Linked DNA regions of Mus musculus: region 2 is linked to region 1. Evidence: chromatin contacts called from public promoter capture Hi-C data. All regions are on one chromosome and are shown on one strand. The core of a region is the stretch at or near the end of the contact, and the rest is flanking DNA. Distances in the headings are between cores, read along the strand shown.

Evidence for each region. Promoter capture Hi-C pulls out the DNA fragments that hold promoters and counts their contacts.
Region 2: a promoter capture Hi-C map of liver shows a contact between it and region 1, with 3 times the contacts expected there. The contact joins the promoter of Akr1c13 here to the promoter of Asb13 in region 1.

What each region holds. Positions count from the first base shown.
Region 1 is chr13:3,631,617-3,639,341 of GRCm38.p6, reverse strand. Asb13 (ankyrin repeat and SOCS box-containing 13) reads right to left here and starts at 5,310. Exons shown (of 6, transcript NM_178283.4): 1 at 5,167-5,310. The coding sequence starts at 5,209.
Region 2 is chr13:4,185,891-4,193,283 of GRCm38.p6, reverse strand. It overlaps Akr1c13 (aldo-keto reductase family 1, member C13), which reads right to left and starts at 2,097. Exons shown (of 9, transcript NM_013778.2): 1 at 1,974-2,097. The coding sequence starts at 2,057.

The sequences.
Region 1 (7,725 bases), core at 4,061-6,560:
CTGTCCTTGGCAGACTGAGTTCCTACCCTGTTTATCTACTCGGGTCCTGGTCCTCTGAGATGGAGTCCACACTCTTTACATACAAATGGTGAGCTCCAGATAAACAGCAGGGACTCTTCTGACCGGGCAGCTGTGGTGTGAGCATTCATACCAGGACAAGCAGCAAAAGAGTCTCTTCTTTACCTGCTTCCTCCCTGTTGGTTTCTTTAGCATCTCACTTAATTACATAGGGCTTAATTGCATGAGCTCAAGAAGAATCTGTACAGTCCAGGCCCAGCTACTGTCCAAGAAAACTAGGATTGTAGCTGCCCTTCCCCATCCTGCCTGGTGCAGAGCAAGCCAACTTTCTAGAGACCCTCCTTCACAATATACTATAGATATGTCCAGTGCTGGGCTGGACTTGACCTTAACGTTGACAGGGATCGTGGCTGTGACTGAAACTGCTTCTCTCCAGCCCTGTCATCTCTCAGTAGGAAGCAGCCCATTCCAAAAAGAGAGCATCTTCAAACCCACCAAGGACATAATCAGGGCAAAGTGCTCCATCATTGTGACTGTGAATGGGGGTCAAACCTCAGGGATGCCTTCTTCGATGTGATATGAATCAGCAATCTTATTCCAAGTAAGTCACTGAAGGGGATGTGAAGGTTAGAGTTGAAGCTCAGTTGGTAGAGAGCTTGACTACATGCACAAAGCTTGGCTTAACCCCCAGCATTGCATAAAACAGGGTGTGCTTGGATCTGAAGAGATGCCTCCGTGGTTAAGAGAACATAGTACTCTTCCAGAGGACCTGAGTTTGGTTCCCAAGTCTCTTATAACTGCCTTTAACTCCAACAGCAGGAGGTCTGATGTAGGCATTGAATTTACACACACACACGCACCATGTAATAACTAAAAATAAAAGTATTTAATGGGGTAAGGGGGTCTGCCTGCACACACTTGTAATCCCAACACTTGAGAGGCAGAGGCAGGTAGATCTCTGTGAGTTCAAGGCCAGCCTCATCTACAGAGCTAGTTCCCAGCACAGTCAGATCTGTTACCCAGACAAATCCTATCTAGAAAAACAAATAAGCAAATGAAGATAAATAAATATAGATACAGAAGGGGCCAGCTACACATGCGGGGATACCACCAGGAAAGAACTGAATGCCTATGATTGGGAACAAGATGCTGTAGGGGATGCTTCAAGACACACTTATCTTTATTTAGCTCTCAGGGAAAAGTCCAGGGTCCTGAGTGACTTATCCCCAAAGCTTTGGAAAACTAAGATTTGTGTCACTAACAATGAATTCTAGAGCTGAGGACTTCAGAGATATTATACAACTGACACACACACACACAGCAGGGAGAGCCAAATGTATGACCCCTTTACTTTCCCAAACCTCCTTACAAAGGCAGTCAAAGAACACAAGCATTGGTACAGGCGAAGGAACAGACCAGCCTCTTCCTGAGGTTGGTTATCTCTGTACACTGAGGGTTTACCCTCCTCCCCACTGTACAGATGGCAGTGCCTGTTCTTCAGGATCCTACGACCACTAAACATAATATATGTGCCCGAGAACGGCCCAAAGTAGACAGTGCTATTGATCATCAGCATCCAGCTTTAATTGTACAGTCTGTATTTAAACAGACCTGAAGCCGGGTGAGGTAGTGCACACCTTTGATCCCAGCACTGGGGAGGCAAAGGCAGGCAGATTTCTGAGTTCGAGGCCAGCCTGGTCTACAGAGTGAGTTCCAGGACAGCCAGGGCTACACAGAGAAACCCTGCCTTACTTTAAATGTGGGCGCTTTTGTTAGCTTTTAAGATAGTTCTCAAGCGTATCTTTTTAGATGTTTTAATTATGAATCTCCAAAATAGTCTTTGACAAAACAAAACAAAATAAAACACGATACAAATGACCTGTGATGTGACTTTAAAAGGCACTCAATGTAAGGGGGGGGGGGGCAATATTGCCTTATTGTTTCAGTCTATGTTGTTTTTTAGATATTTTCTTTATTTACATTTCAAATGTTATCCCCTCTGCTATCCCCTCCCCCTCCCCCTCCCCCTGCTGACCAACCCAACTACTCCCACAGTCTATATTTTTTTTAAAAACATACAATGAGGTAAAAAATAAAATAAAATGTTTGCCTTCAAAGAGGGGCAGGGAGCAGCAACTTGAAAGACTAAGTAAAGAAAAGAAAGTGAAAGAGAGTAGGGGAAAGTGAAACAGATTGGCAACTAAGTTAAAAGAACAAGGAAACCAAACCGGGCGGACAGGCGGGCGGGGCGCAGAAAGAGCGACTCCTCTCCCTGCTGAAAAGGAGCTCACTTAGAACACCTAGAACACGTGATCGCCCTCCTTCCCTGCCTTTAGTCATCCTGGTATGTTTATTAAGTGAGGGTACACTCCCTTAGTTCCCACAGTTCGATCACAAAACACAGCGAGCCTGGGCTTCAAGCCAAGTATCTTTTCTTGTTTGTTTTTTTACTTTTTGAGAGAGGTCCTTGGTAGTAGCCTGAGCTGGCCTTAAATTCACAGCGTATCTGGGCCACCTAGCTGAGATTACCAGTAAGAACTTTCAGGCCTGGCTTATTTTCTTCATTCTGAAGAACTTGAGAAAAGGCTTCATTGGCAACCAGCCACCTTAGTTTTCTTGTGAAGGAGGTGACTTTTCACAGGGCCATGTTACAGAAAAGATATTAACGTGCTGTTTTGTTCATAAACGTGTTTATTACTTGACTATTATTTTCTTTAAACTTTTTCGGCCTCCGGTATGCTTTCAAGCTTGTTTGTCAACAAGTTCTCTTTGAATTCCTGTTTTTATTAAACAATTTCTTTTTTTTAAAGATTTATTTATTTATTATATGTAAGTACACTGTAGCTGTCTTCAGACACTCCAGAAGAGGGAGTCAGATCTCATTACAGATGGTTGTGAGCAACCATGTGGTTGCTGGGATTCAAACTCAGGACCTTCGGAAGAGCAGTCAGTGCTCTTAACCGATGAGCCATCTCACCAGCCCCACGTTTTCATTCTAACCATTCAAAGTTTCATTCTAAGCCTTGAAAAGCATCCTGAATCCTTGCTAAGACTGAACATGTCACAGGGATAAAAATGGTAAAGCCAGAGGGTTCCTAATAACACATGGAAGATCTTTTCTTTCCTTTCTCTCCAAAGACCTCATGAAGCCAAGGTGTGGTGGCACAGGCCTTTAATCCCAGCACTCAGGAGGCAGAGGCAGAGGCAGGCGGATTTCTGAGTTCGAGGCCAGCTTGGTATACAAAGTGAGTTCCAGGACAGCCAGGGCTACACAGAGAAACCCTGTCTCGAGGAAAAAAAAAAAAAAAAAAAGACCTCATGAAATCGAGAGAAAATTACATAAGCAAATGAAAGTAATCTAAAAGTGCTATACATAAATATTCTGGTTACCATTCAGCAGGAATATAATATTAGAAGTCAGAATATTACAGTTAAAGTTCCCTGTGGTGGGTTCCACTTTTACTGGAACAGTGGTACTGTTTTGGATCCAGCACCTTCAGTTTAAGCCAGAAATACAAATACCAGCAGGGCACATTTTTGGGGACACATATTAAATTTTTTAAATTACAGTGTCAAAAATAGCCAAGAACCCTAACACCCGCTAATCAAGAATATGATTTTCATTGGGCAGTGATGGCGCATGCCTTTAATCCCAGCACTCGGGAGGCAGAGGCAGGCGAATTTATGAGTTCGAGGCCAGCCTGGTCTACAGAGTGAGTTCCAGGACAGCCAGGGCTACACAGAGAAACCCCGTCTAGGAAAAAAAAAAAAAAGATTTCTCCACAAGCTATGCAGAAAATATACTTGGGAGTGGTGTTTTTAAAAAATATTTAGAGAAAATATTGTGACATATAGCCTAGGTTGGCCTAGAACTCACAGCCCCACTGTCTCTACTTTCTGAGGGTTAGGATTACAGGTAAGAGCCCTCATGCCAGGCTCTGATGCCAGACTAACCCCTATCTGAACAAAAAAATGTATGCTTAGTAGGCTTCTGTGGTTAGCCATCCACTGCCTAGTCACACGAATCAAATAGTGACCACGCTATCAGGGTCAAAGTCTTGTGCCAGCCAAGGGTGCCAAGAAAAACAGGTGCTTATTAAAGAGGCTTTGATTGTTCTGAAGGAGTTTGTTTTGAAGAAATCAATTAAAAGATCTATCTACCTTGTTATGATTGTAATTACAATCATAATAAATTGCAGCTAAATTAACTCGATTTTCTTTACATTACTTTTTTTTTTTGGTTTTTGAGACAGAGTTTCTCTGGGTAGCCCTGGCTGTCCTGGAACACACTTTGTAGACCAGGCTGTCCTCGAACTCAGAAATCCTCCTGCCTCTGCCTCCCATGTGCTGGGATTAAAGGCGTGCGCCATCATGCCCGGCTTACATTACTTTTTTTTTAACTCACATAAAGGAACATTTTGGCTTTCTTTCTTCTATTTATTTTCAAGCTATTGAAGCACAATGTCATTGTCCTTTCTATTTACCATATTATTATTTTGTAAACAAGAAAAAAAATGTACTTCTCCAAAGAATGCTCCTTTGCCTTCAAATTCATTTTATGGATTAAAACAGCCCAAAGGTACAGAGGACACTTCTTCAGCACCAGGTATGTCCCAGTGTTGGGCCATGACCTCATTCTGGAGCAGACTCCCTGGTTGCAGCTGCTGCAACCTACAGGGTATGTGTAGGATGCTTTAAGCCCCGCAAGCAATTCACTGCACCAAACGTGGTGCAGTGACCGCAGTAGGCTCCGGATGAGGCTGCCAACCAGTGTACACTTTCCAGACTCTGCGGGTGAATTGGGCAACGACCCCGCATGCTCCCCAAAGTGTGCGGTGCTCTGGTAGACTGGCGGTTCTGAATCCCATACCTGGTGCATCACAGAGAAGACCAGCTGCACAGTGCACCGGCTAGAAACAGGGCGACAGACATTAAACGTCGGTCTGAGATGACCAGGATCGTCCGGGCCCTACTCGAATCACTACACCCCACCCCAACGCCTCTGACCACCAACTTGGAACGGCGCGCGATGCCCATCTCTGGGACAAAGGCCACCCATGAGCTTGCTCTGTCCCCAAGTGCTGATCTCCTGGTCCTGACTCCAGCCCCGGTGTGGTGTCCTTGGCGGTTGCGGCGCGAAACACGTACCCACATCTCCCAGGAAGCAGCCGTCCCCGGCGCGCGGCTCCATGCTGCTCGCCCGCTGGGCTCCCCTGTCTACCGGCCTTGTGACTCAGAGCTCTGGGACCTGAGCCGGGACCTAAACCGAGACCTACCCCGGAGCGCAGGCCGCTGGGCGGGGCCTGATTGCTACCATGGCCACCGCTGGGAGTTGTAGTTTCTGTATCCGCCGCGTGCCACCTGAGCGTCCCCACTCCGCTGTCACTGCTGAAGGGTGACATGCAAATCAGAAGAGTGCAAAATATGTGTCCGTGTTGACACCAGTGAATATACGTCCATTAACAACTCCTGTGTTTGGCAGAAAAGCTTAAATCCCGGTGTCCTAGCTAAAAGATACGTTCGTATGCAAAATGTTTAGCTCCTCAAACGCGTGCCCATGTGCAAAAAGTGTTTAGCTGCCAAAACTGGCCTTCTGTGGTTTACACTGATCCCGCTGAGCAAAGTATTCAGTCTCTTCATGCCTGAAACTTTGAAGAAAACGTTTTCACTGAAGATGGTGATCAAAATGCCTAACTTCTTTCTTTCTTTCCTCTCTCTCTCTCTCTCTCTCTCTCTCTCTCTCTCTCTCCCTCCCTTCCTCTCTCCCTCCCTCTCTTTCTTTCTTTCAAAATAAATCTTAACTTTCAAATAGCTGGTATTCATTGAAGAAAACCACGTTTCTTGGTGAATGGTTTTAATCAGGTGTTTCACTAACCAGTTTAGCAGAAGGAGTTGGAGCTCTATGAGCAACCTAGCAGAAAGGAGAAACCAGTCTTCCCAGGGGGTTCCAGGTCAACCAAAAACGTGAGATACTTGGGAGACACTCTCATCTTGACCAGTACAGAGGCTCACGGAGGAAATACAACGTGACTTGAACATGATAACATCAGAATCACTGGAAATAGCACTAGAAGTCATCCTTTGAGGTAAGGATGCTTGGATGGCCGGAAACTTCATCTGCACCTTGGACCACAGGTTTAGGAGACCTTGAATGGTATCTGTTGGGAACCCGAACTTCTGGAATAAACCTTGGAATAAAATTCCAAATCTTTTAGTAAAAGGATCTGTATCTATTTGGCCATTTGTTTATCAAATTTTGGCTCTTGTGGTTTTGTTTTTGTTTGTTTTGTTTTGCAGGGGCATTTGTTTTGGTTTTGCTTTGTTTGATGTATATGTGAGTGTATGTGACTACATGTGTGTTTGCAGGTCAGAGGATACAGTCCGTGTTAGTCCTTGAGGACCTTCTGATTTGTTTGAGACGGGGTCTCCTATTCACCGCTGCACCTGGCAGGCCTGTGGGCTCTCAGAGAGCCGTCCACTTCCTCCTCCCATCACGGTGCAAGACTGCTGGAATTATGAATGACAGCTTACATTGCCCAGTTTTTCTTGAGCTCTGAGAATCCAAGCTCTGGTCCTGTCAGATGGCTCAGCAAGCCCACGACCGAGCCATCTCTCAGGTCTTGCACATGCTTCTTTGCAAGTTTTCTACGTTTTTAGGCAGATAAAAATAGGCTTCATTTTCACACATTTGCAGTGAGATTCTGTGATTCGGTATTCCTTCTTGTCTGTGTGGTAGGTCTGCATGTTTGTATTTTCTTCAGCATTTCTTTCCTGACACGGATTCTGCAAATGTGAATATAGGCTATATCGAACACATATGAATATATACATGTATATTGTACATGTGTTATATAAATGTTTGTTATAGGTTTCCTAAGCAATCATTTTTTTTCCATTTTCTTTTCTTTTTTTTTTTTTTTTTTTTTTTTTTTTGGTTTTTCGAGACAGGGTTTCTCTGTGTAGCCCTGGCTGTCCTGGAACTCACTCTGTAGACCAGGCTGGCCTCAAACTCAGAAATCCGCCTGCCTCTGCCTCCCGAGTGCTGGGATCAAAGGCATGAGCAGCCACCCCCTTTTTTAAAGTGTTTACATATTCAAAAGTACATTCTCTAAAATAGGTCCTTGTCTTACATAGGGTTTTACTGCTGAGAACAGACACCATGACCAAGGCAACTTAAAGACAACATTTAATTGGGGCTGGCTTACAGGTTCAAAGGTTCAGTCCATTATCATCAACGTGGGAGCATGGCAGTATCCAGGCAGGCATGGTGCAAGAGGAGCTGAGAGTTCAACATTTTGTTTTGAGGGCAAACAGTAGAAGACTGGCTTCTAGGCAGCTAGGATGAGGGTTCTAAAGCCCAAGCCCACAGTGACACGCCTACTCCAAGGCCACACCTACTCCAAGGCCACACCTCCAAATAGTGCCACTCCCTGGGCTAGGCATATTCAAACTACCACAGTCCTTTTTCTTCAACAGCCAAAATATATTCATCAAGGACCAAAATATGGATATTATGCTGTTTTTTTTTCATTATATTCTTTGACGGAATGACTGACTTGAAATTTGTTATTCTGTAAAGAAAGAAAATATAAGATTTAAGTTAAGAGTTCTCTGAACTGAAAGGAAATTATTCCCAAAATATTTACTAAATAGTAACCCATTTATCCATGTTTGTATTAATTAATCTCCTTTAATTGCATGTTAAAC
Region 2 (7,393 bases), core at 848-3,347, 560 kb before region 1:
CCTCTTCAATCCAAGATTATTTGTTTTAAAAAGACATGGCTAGAATTAAACCTAAAATTATTGCCTTGGCTGCCAGATTTGAATAATGATATGACTGGGGTTTTGTTAAAGGTTTAGGGTGTGGGCTGGGGAGATGTCTCACTCAGTAACACCCTTGCAGACAACTTTGGTATCTTAGTTTGGAACCCAGCTCTCTTGTAAAGCAGAGTATGGCATGCAGACTCAGTGCATGAGGAGGAAGCATCAAGGTGAGCCCTGCAGCTCACCCCTGAGCACAACAGACTCGGTGAGACACTGGGTTCACACAGATAAAGCATGAGCATTGGAGGGCAGCTTTGACCTCTTACTTCCTCAGACATTGTTCACAACACACAAAGACACATACAATCATACAATACTTACAAAGGGTTGAAAAAGTAAATGAGAGTAGCTTTTTCATTGTCCTAAGAATCTCTACAGTTATCTTTTCACGATAAAAGACAGTGATTAAGTTCTGGCTTCTACCACCTTATCTGGAAACGAGCCCTGCCTTATCCAAGAGTAAGGACACCGTGAGTTATCAAAGCTGAGGCTCCAGTAGTGGCCTTGACCTATTCTTGATATTGTGCAACTTTGCAAAAGTAACAAATCCTGTGTAGATCTCCAGATTTCTCTGGAGTCTAACAGGAAGGAGATGGACACATTTGAAGTCAAGGGAAGAGATCCTTTGCCACACATTTAAAAGGTATCAGGAGGAATAGAAAACAAGAAAGTCCCTCCAGGTTTGCAAACAGTCCACTTGATGTTTTTTGTTCTGAGGACAACCATGTTCTAAATCCAAAATACACTAATGAATACCAATAACTCACATTTATCTTTACTAGGTCCTCTTTCTCCCCATCATAATGATTCACTATAAAATTCCAGAAAGTTTTCCACAGTTGAGAGTTATACATGGGAGATCTCACTTAGTTCTGGTAAACATCCACTGTGAGATGCTGATGGCTACCCTGAAACAAAACCAAAGTATTTGCAAATATTTGTTTCATGCCTTAGTCTCCGACATTGGTTCCCAACCTTCCTAATGCTGCAACACTTTAATTCATTGCCTCATGCTGTGGTGATCCCCAGACATAAAATGAGTTTGGGGTTCCAACCCACAGATTTGAGAACATACAGGAAGCCACCCTGAATGTTCATTTCCGGCATTTTGCCTTTTTGCAATGAAAAATTATGTTGTAGGTTATGGACATAAAGAGAACTCCCCTCCCACACTGCAACCAAGAAAGCTGATAGGCAATCTGGTGACTTTCTTCTCCTCTATCAATCTTTGAAGCATGGATACAAGAAAAGCATAGTGCCCAGAATTGTTAGGTCATGGGTCTGTCCCTTTAAGCCTGGAGCTCACAGCCAAGTTCACTCTTAGAGCTGGAAGGTCCCAAATGGGAACAGTAGATTCACAGACATGCCTAGGCCAGAAAAGTAAATCCAAGGGGAAATACAAACAAAAATAAAAATAAAAACAAAAACAAAAACAAAAAGAGTCAAATCCTACCAAGACCAGATTCCCAGTCAGACAGTAAAAATAACAAGGAAGATAAACTTTCTCCCTGTCCCTGAATTCGCTTGCTGAGTTATAGTAAATGTTCTAGTGCTACTGAGACATGTACCCTATAGCTTCATTATATGCTGCACTAACACCTACCACAGGAGAAAATGTCTTTAGAGTTTGCCCCCCTTTGTTCCCCTTCAGCATGCCTCCCTACTGATTCACCAGGAACAGGGGTCTTCCTCAGAGAAAAGCAAGCATGAATATAGCTAGGTCTCCCAACCACAGCCACCAATTTCAAGTGCTGCTGTAACCTCTATTTATCAAGAACAATCAGCAAGCAGGGGATACACAATCAGACCCTGATGCAGGGCAAACCTAACTTTCTGTTCTCTTGTACACGGATTAGCTCTAGCCTGAGATACTGACAATCCTGTATTCTTACCTCCTTGGGTTTATAGGTGCCAAAGCCCAGGGCAGGAATTAAGTGGCCATCATTTAGTTTGACACAGTGCTGTTTGGAGCTCATTGTCTCTCACTCCCCTGGCTAAGCACTTCCTGAGTATTCTGTTGCCCTGAAGCGGAAGTGGGTAAACATCGTCTATCAACTTCCTGTCTAATGGTTAACAAGGGACACTCCCTTTCTGGCAGTTAGCCATGCCTACTCACTGGCTAATGTTTAACTATCTGCTATCCAGCTAATGATTAATCAGTGCTACTGTCTGGCTAATGGTTAACAGTACTGTTGTGTGCCTACTGTTTTAAATACTACTATTGTCTGTCTAATGGACACCAACACAAGGGAGGAGTCAGAAATTTAAAGCAGTATTCCACAAATAAGAACGCAAGCCACTCATTTTCATATAAAGGATAAATTTCAAATAAAGTACTATATAAGATAAAGTACGTGTTTACTGTGGTTTTTCTCTTCTTTATCTCATATATTAAATACTATTAAAGAAGAGATTGGTTGAACAATTATAATACTGAAGATACTTATTTTCATTTGGCCATTATGAAGCCTCTACTTGAACATGCATCACTGAAAATCATGAGTTACTGCATGCCCTGTAAACATAAAGAAAAAAGAAGCCACACTTGAGCACTTAAAGTGATAGGGGCATCAAACCACCCAAAAAACTTTGACTCAAAATTTTCCCTGTCTACAAGAAATGCAAAGATAAGATGGAGCAGAAACTGAGGGAATGGCCAAGGAATATCCAGCTCAACTTGATTCCCATCCCATGGGCAAGTATCAGTCCCTGAAAGATGTTATGTTATGGTTGCAGACAGGAAGGAAGCTAGCATAACTGTCCTCTGAAAGGCTCCATCCAGCATCAGACTAAAACAGGTGCAGAGGCCCACAGCCAAACTTTGGATGGAGCTCAGGGACTCTTATGGAAGAGTTGAGGGAAGGATTGAGAGTCCTGAAGAGGGTAGAAACCCTATAAGAAGACCAAGAGAGTCAGCTAAACTGGATACTTGGGGGCTCTCAGAGACTGAACTATCAACTAAAGAGCATACTCAGACTCAACCTAGCACACACACACACACACACACACACACACACACACACATAGTAGAAGTACAGCTTGTGTCTCATGTGGGTCCCAATAACTGGAACGGGAATGTTCCTTAAAACTGTTGCCTGTGTAGTCTGTTTCCCTATCTGGGCTACCTTGTCTGGCCTCCTGGGAGAGAATACATCTAGCAATGCAGAAACTTGATGTGCCAGAGGTAGGGGGATACCCAGGATACCGCCACCCTCTCAGAAGAGAATGGGAGGGGTAGAGACAGTATAAAAGGGGGAGCAGGTGGGTAGTGATCAGGATATAAAGTGAATAAATAATTAATGGAAAAATAGTTCATGAACTGAATTTAGTCTTCTCAGAATTTTTTTAAAAACAAAGATATCAACAACTAAAACTGAAATTTTTTATTAATCATTCCATTCATTTACATCTCAAATGATATCTCACTTCCCAGCTACCCCTCCACAAAACCCCCCATCCCACATCAACCCTCTCCTCCCCCCCTTTGCCTCCATGAGGGTGCTCTCCCACCCACCCTCTCCCACCCTACAGATTCAGCAACTCCCTGTGCTGGGCCTTCAAACCTCCTTGAGACCAAGGTCCTCCCCTCCCACTGCTGTCAGGCAAGTCCATCCTCTACTACATATGTATCTGGAGTCATAGATCCCTCCCTGTACATTCCTTGGTTGGTGGTCTAGCCTCTGGGAACACTGGATAGTCCAGCCAGCCTATGTTGTTTTTCCTATGGGGTTGCAATCCCCCCTGCTCCTCCAGTCCTTCTGTCAGGTTCCTCACGGGGTCCCTAAATTGTCTGATGGTTGGCTCCGAGCATTACATCTGCACTGGTCAGTTGTAGGCCAGACCTCCCAAGGAGCAGCCATACCAGGTTCCTGTCAGCAAGTGGCCGCAGCAACAGTGTAGGGTTTGGTGTCTTCTTTTTGAAATTACTCACTGTAAATTTTTTCATGTATTTTTCTATTATCATTTTCACAAGTGTAACCCTGAAATATAGTAAAGGAGACAGCATGGAATAGTGCTTAGTGGTTGATAAAGAACTGGCAGTTACTGGATTTTTGTTTTCTGCAATATGTAACATGACTTAAAAACTACTATAACATTCACTTCTTAGATCAGTTTGCAACATTTGTTTCAAATAAGTACTTGTGTATATATGCTGGGTGTACCAGAAGAATGTGTCTAATCACTTGGGGGTATAATGACCAGCATTCATGTGAGTCCTAGGTGTATCCTATGGGTGCTAGGATACAAACACTGCTCCCAAGACTTCATAGCAACCACTCTTAACCACTGTACCATTTCTCCAGTCCCTGATTTTAGAACTATAAATAATATGTTAAAATGCAGATCAATAGCTTATGTCCTTGTTCAACATTCATAAAAGGACTAAATTGAAAATAATCAAGTTACTATGAGATTTAGAGTAGGGGAATAAATTTAGTAAAGTATTGATGAGATAGATATTTTTTTTCCATTAAACCTAAAATACATAGATTTCCACTAAAGCAAAACATATGGGACTAGACTACGTGATAATTTTAAATGTCATGTGGCCATATCATGTGCATTACATACAAGTCAGGTTGAAATTAATAAATTTTCATTGTTTTCAAAAAACAGTTATTGTGATTAATAACTTTTCTGTATGCTTTCTAATATTCTAGAATTGATGTCTATCAACTTGGAATCTGAAGAAGGTTTTTTACTAGGGAGTATAAAAGAGGACAGAGAGATTGCTTGGCTCTTAAGAGCATCAGCTCCTTTTCCATTGGACCAAGACTTGCTTCCAGAAACTTCTTGTTGGATGACAACATTCTGTTATTCAGGGATCTGATGCCCTCTTCTGGCTTCATGAGAACTACATCCATGTGGCTAACAGGCACAAGCAGGCAAAATAACTATGCCATAAAAATACAAAAACTCACCCACAAAACCTTCCACCCACAATTTATCGTGCCTATAAGAAGTTCAGGGACAGAGATGGAGCAGAAACTGAGGAAACAGCCAAGCCGTAACAGACCCAGCTTGAGACCCAATCCAGCAAGAGCCAGTCCTTGAAACTATTCATGATACTCTGTTATACTTGCAGAGAGAAGCCTAGCATAACTGTCCTCTGAGAGACTCCACCCAGCTTGGAGCTCAGGGTGTCTTGTTGGGGGAAGGATTAAGGGACCTAGAAGGTATCAGAGCCCCACAAGAAGACCAACAGAGTCAACTAACTTGGGGCTCTCAGAGACTGAACCACCAACCAAACAGCAAGCCTGGTCCAGACCTAGACACCAGCACATATGTAACAGATGTGCAGCTTGGTCTTCATGCAGGTTCCCAACAGCTGGACTGGGGGCTGATCCTAACTCTGTTGCCTGCCTTTGGATCTGGTTCCCCTTGTCTGACCTCATTGGGAGAGGATGTGTTTAGTCTTGCTGTGACTTTATGTGACAGGGTGAGTTGATACCCAAGGTAGGATACTCCCACTTTCTCAAGGGAGAAGGGAAGGAAGGATATGGGGAGGGCCTCTATGAGGGGAGACTGGTAGAAGAAGGGAGCAGGTTGTGATCAGGGTGTAAAGTGAATAAATAAATTAATGAAAATAAAGAAACTATAGTATTTTTAAAGAAATATAAAAGAATATCAGTTATATTTCATCTGTTCCTAGCTTCTGTTGTATAGCATATCTATCTGTGAAATCCACTAATGTGGCTAAAGGAGCCTGCAGTGCATTCTGTTGATTGCATAGTAATGTTGCATTTGTTTACATGTATGACACATATCATTTAGACCTTCCCCTGCTAATGGAAATTTAAGCTATTCCACTTGTCACATATATGAGAACTAATTGTATCATGATATATCTTTGGGCAGATGAATAGGAATAGATGATAGATAGATAGACAGATAGATAGATAGATAGATAGATAGATAGATAGATAGATAGATAGATAGATAATAGGTAGATGAGAGATGGATAGTTGATAGATAATAGATTAGATTGGATAAGATAAGATAAGATTAGATTAGATTAGATTAGATTAGATTAGATAGATGTTGTATCCGGCCAGTAGATCACAGGTCTGGGTTTTAGCCTGGAAAGGCATTTTGGAAACCTGGAAGAGAAGAGGAGCTAGGCAGCACGAGGTAAGGATGGAACCAAGACAAGGCTCTGCTCAAGGTTCCATTTTAATGTCAGCAAACACGCTTTATAAAGAAAAGGGGAGGCCCATCCCTGGCCAAGCAAAGTTCCTTTGAAGTCGATAGGTCAGCCTTATAGTAAATCGCAGTTTGGTGCTAACTCCAGAAAGTCTTGGAACAGAGGCCTCAGGCAGGTTGGGCCTCAGGCAGGTAGTGGCACATCAAAGGAGCAGCACAGCAGGTGGCGCCGCTGCTTATGCAGCAGATGGTCACAGCCAGCCTTGCTAGGCTGGAAGGAGGTAACATTTCCCCCCTTTAAATAATATTAAACAAAACTGGACTTAGGCAAAAAATTTATTTATGCTCTATAATTTTGCCTGAATTCTTAGGGTCCAATGAAGAAACCTGTCTCAGTGGGAATCCCTAACTTTTCTCATGGTAAACCCTTATTTGGATAAGACTGTCCTTTCTGTCCTAGTAACTTCTTTGCTGAATTCCTACTGAATTTCACGGTCATACCAGGACATTGGAACTCTGGTGAAGACTTAACTGTATCAGAATTTGATTTTTAAAAGTACTATAATAAGATAACACTAAAGGAGAGCACATGGATCCTTCTCTGCATTCTTGGATGACAGACGGGGAACAGGAAGGAGGGGATGATGTCCAGCTCTGTAGTACAAGGCCAATTAGCTTTTTAGGATAGGAGGCAGTGAAGGGCTTGCCCTTCCAACAGTATGGTCTCCAACCTCTCTTCCCCCCTATTAATTAAGTTTAATAAGGCCACGCTTAACTGAGGTGATCAAATGATTTTCTCATCCGTAGATGAGTGGGCTTTAACCTTGGCTTAGGGGGGAAATTGAGCCGACTTTTCCTGTGGGTGCTGTCACGACTCACACCTGTGGCTCTTGGTATCTTTTGGGGAGGGGAGGCAGAGCCTTAGCAAGGTATTCTTGGTTGTAACTGAAACTAGAAACCAACCTCCATCTCAATCGGGTGTATCTCACAGGGAACCCAGAAATGGTCAAGCTGGACCTTCCCCTGCAGTAATTTTCTGCACCCAAGCAGTACCCATACTGTATTCATATGATCACAGACCAGTATGCACAATTATGAGTACTGTGTAGCTCTTAAAAGAGAATTGTCAACCTCAGATTTAGCAAGGCCTAGACAAGAATTGTGTCAT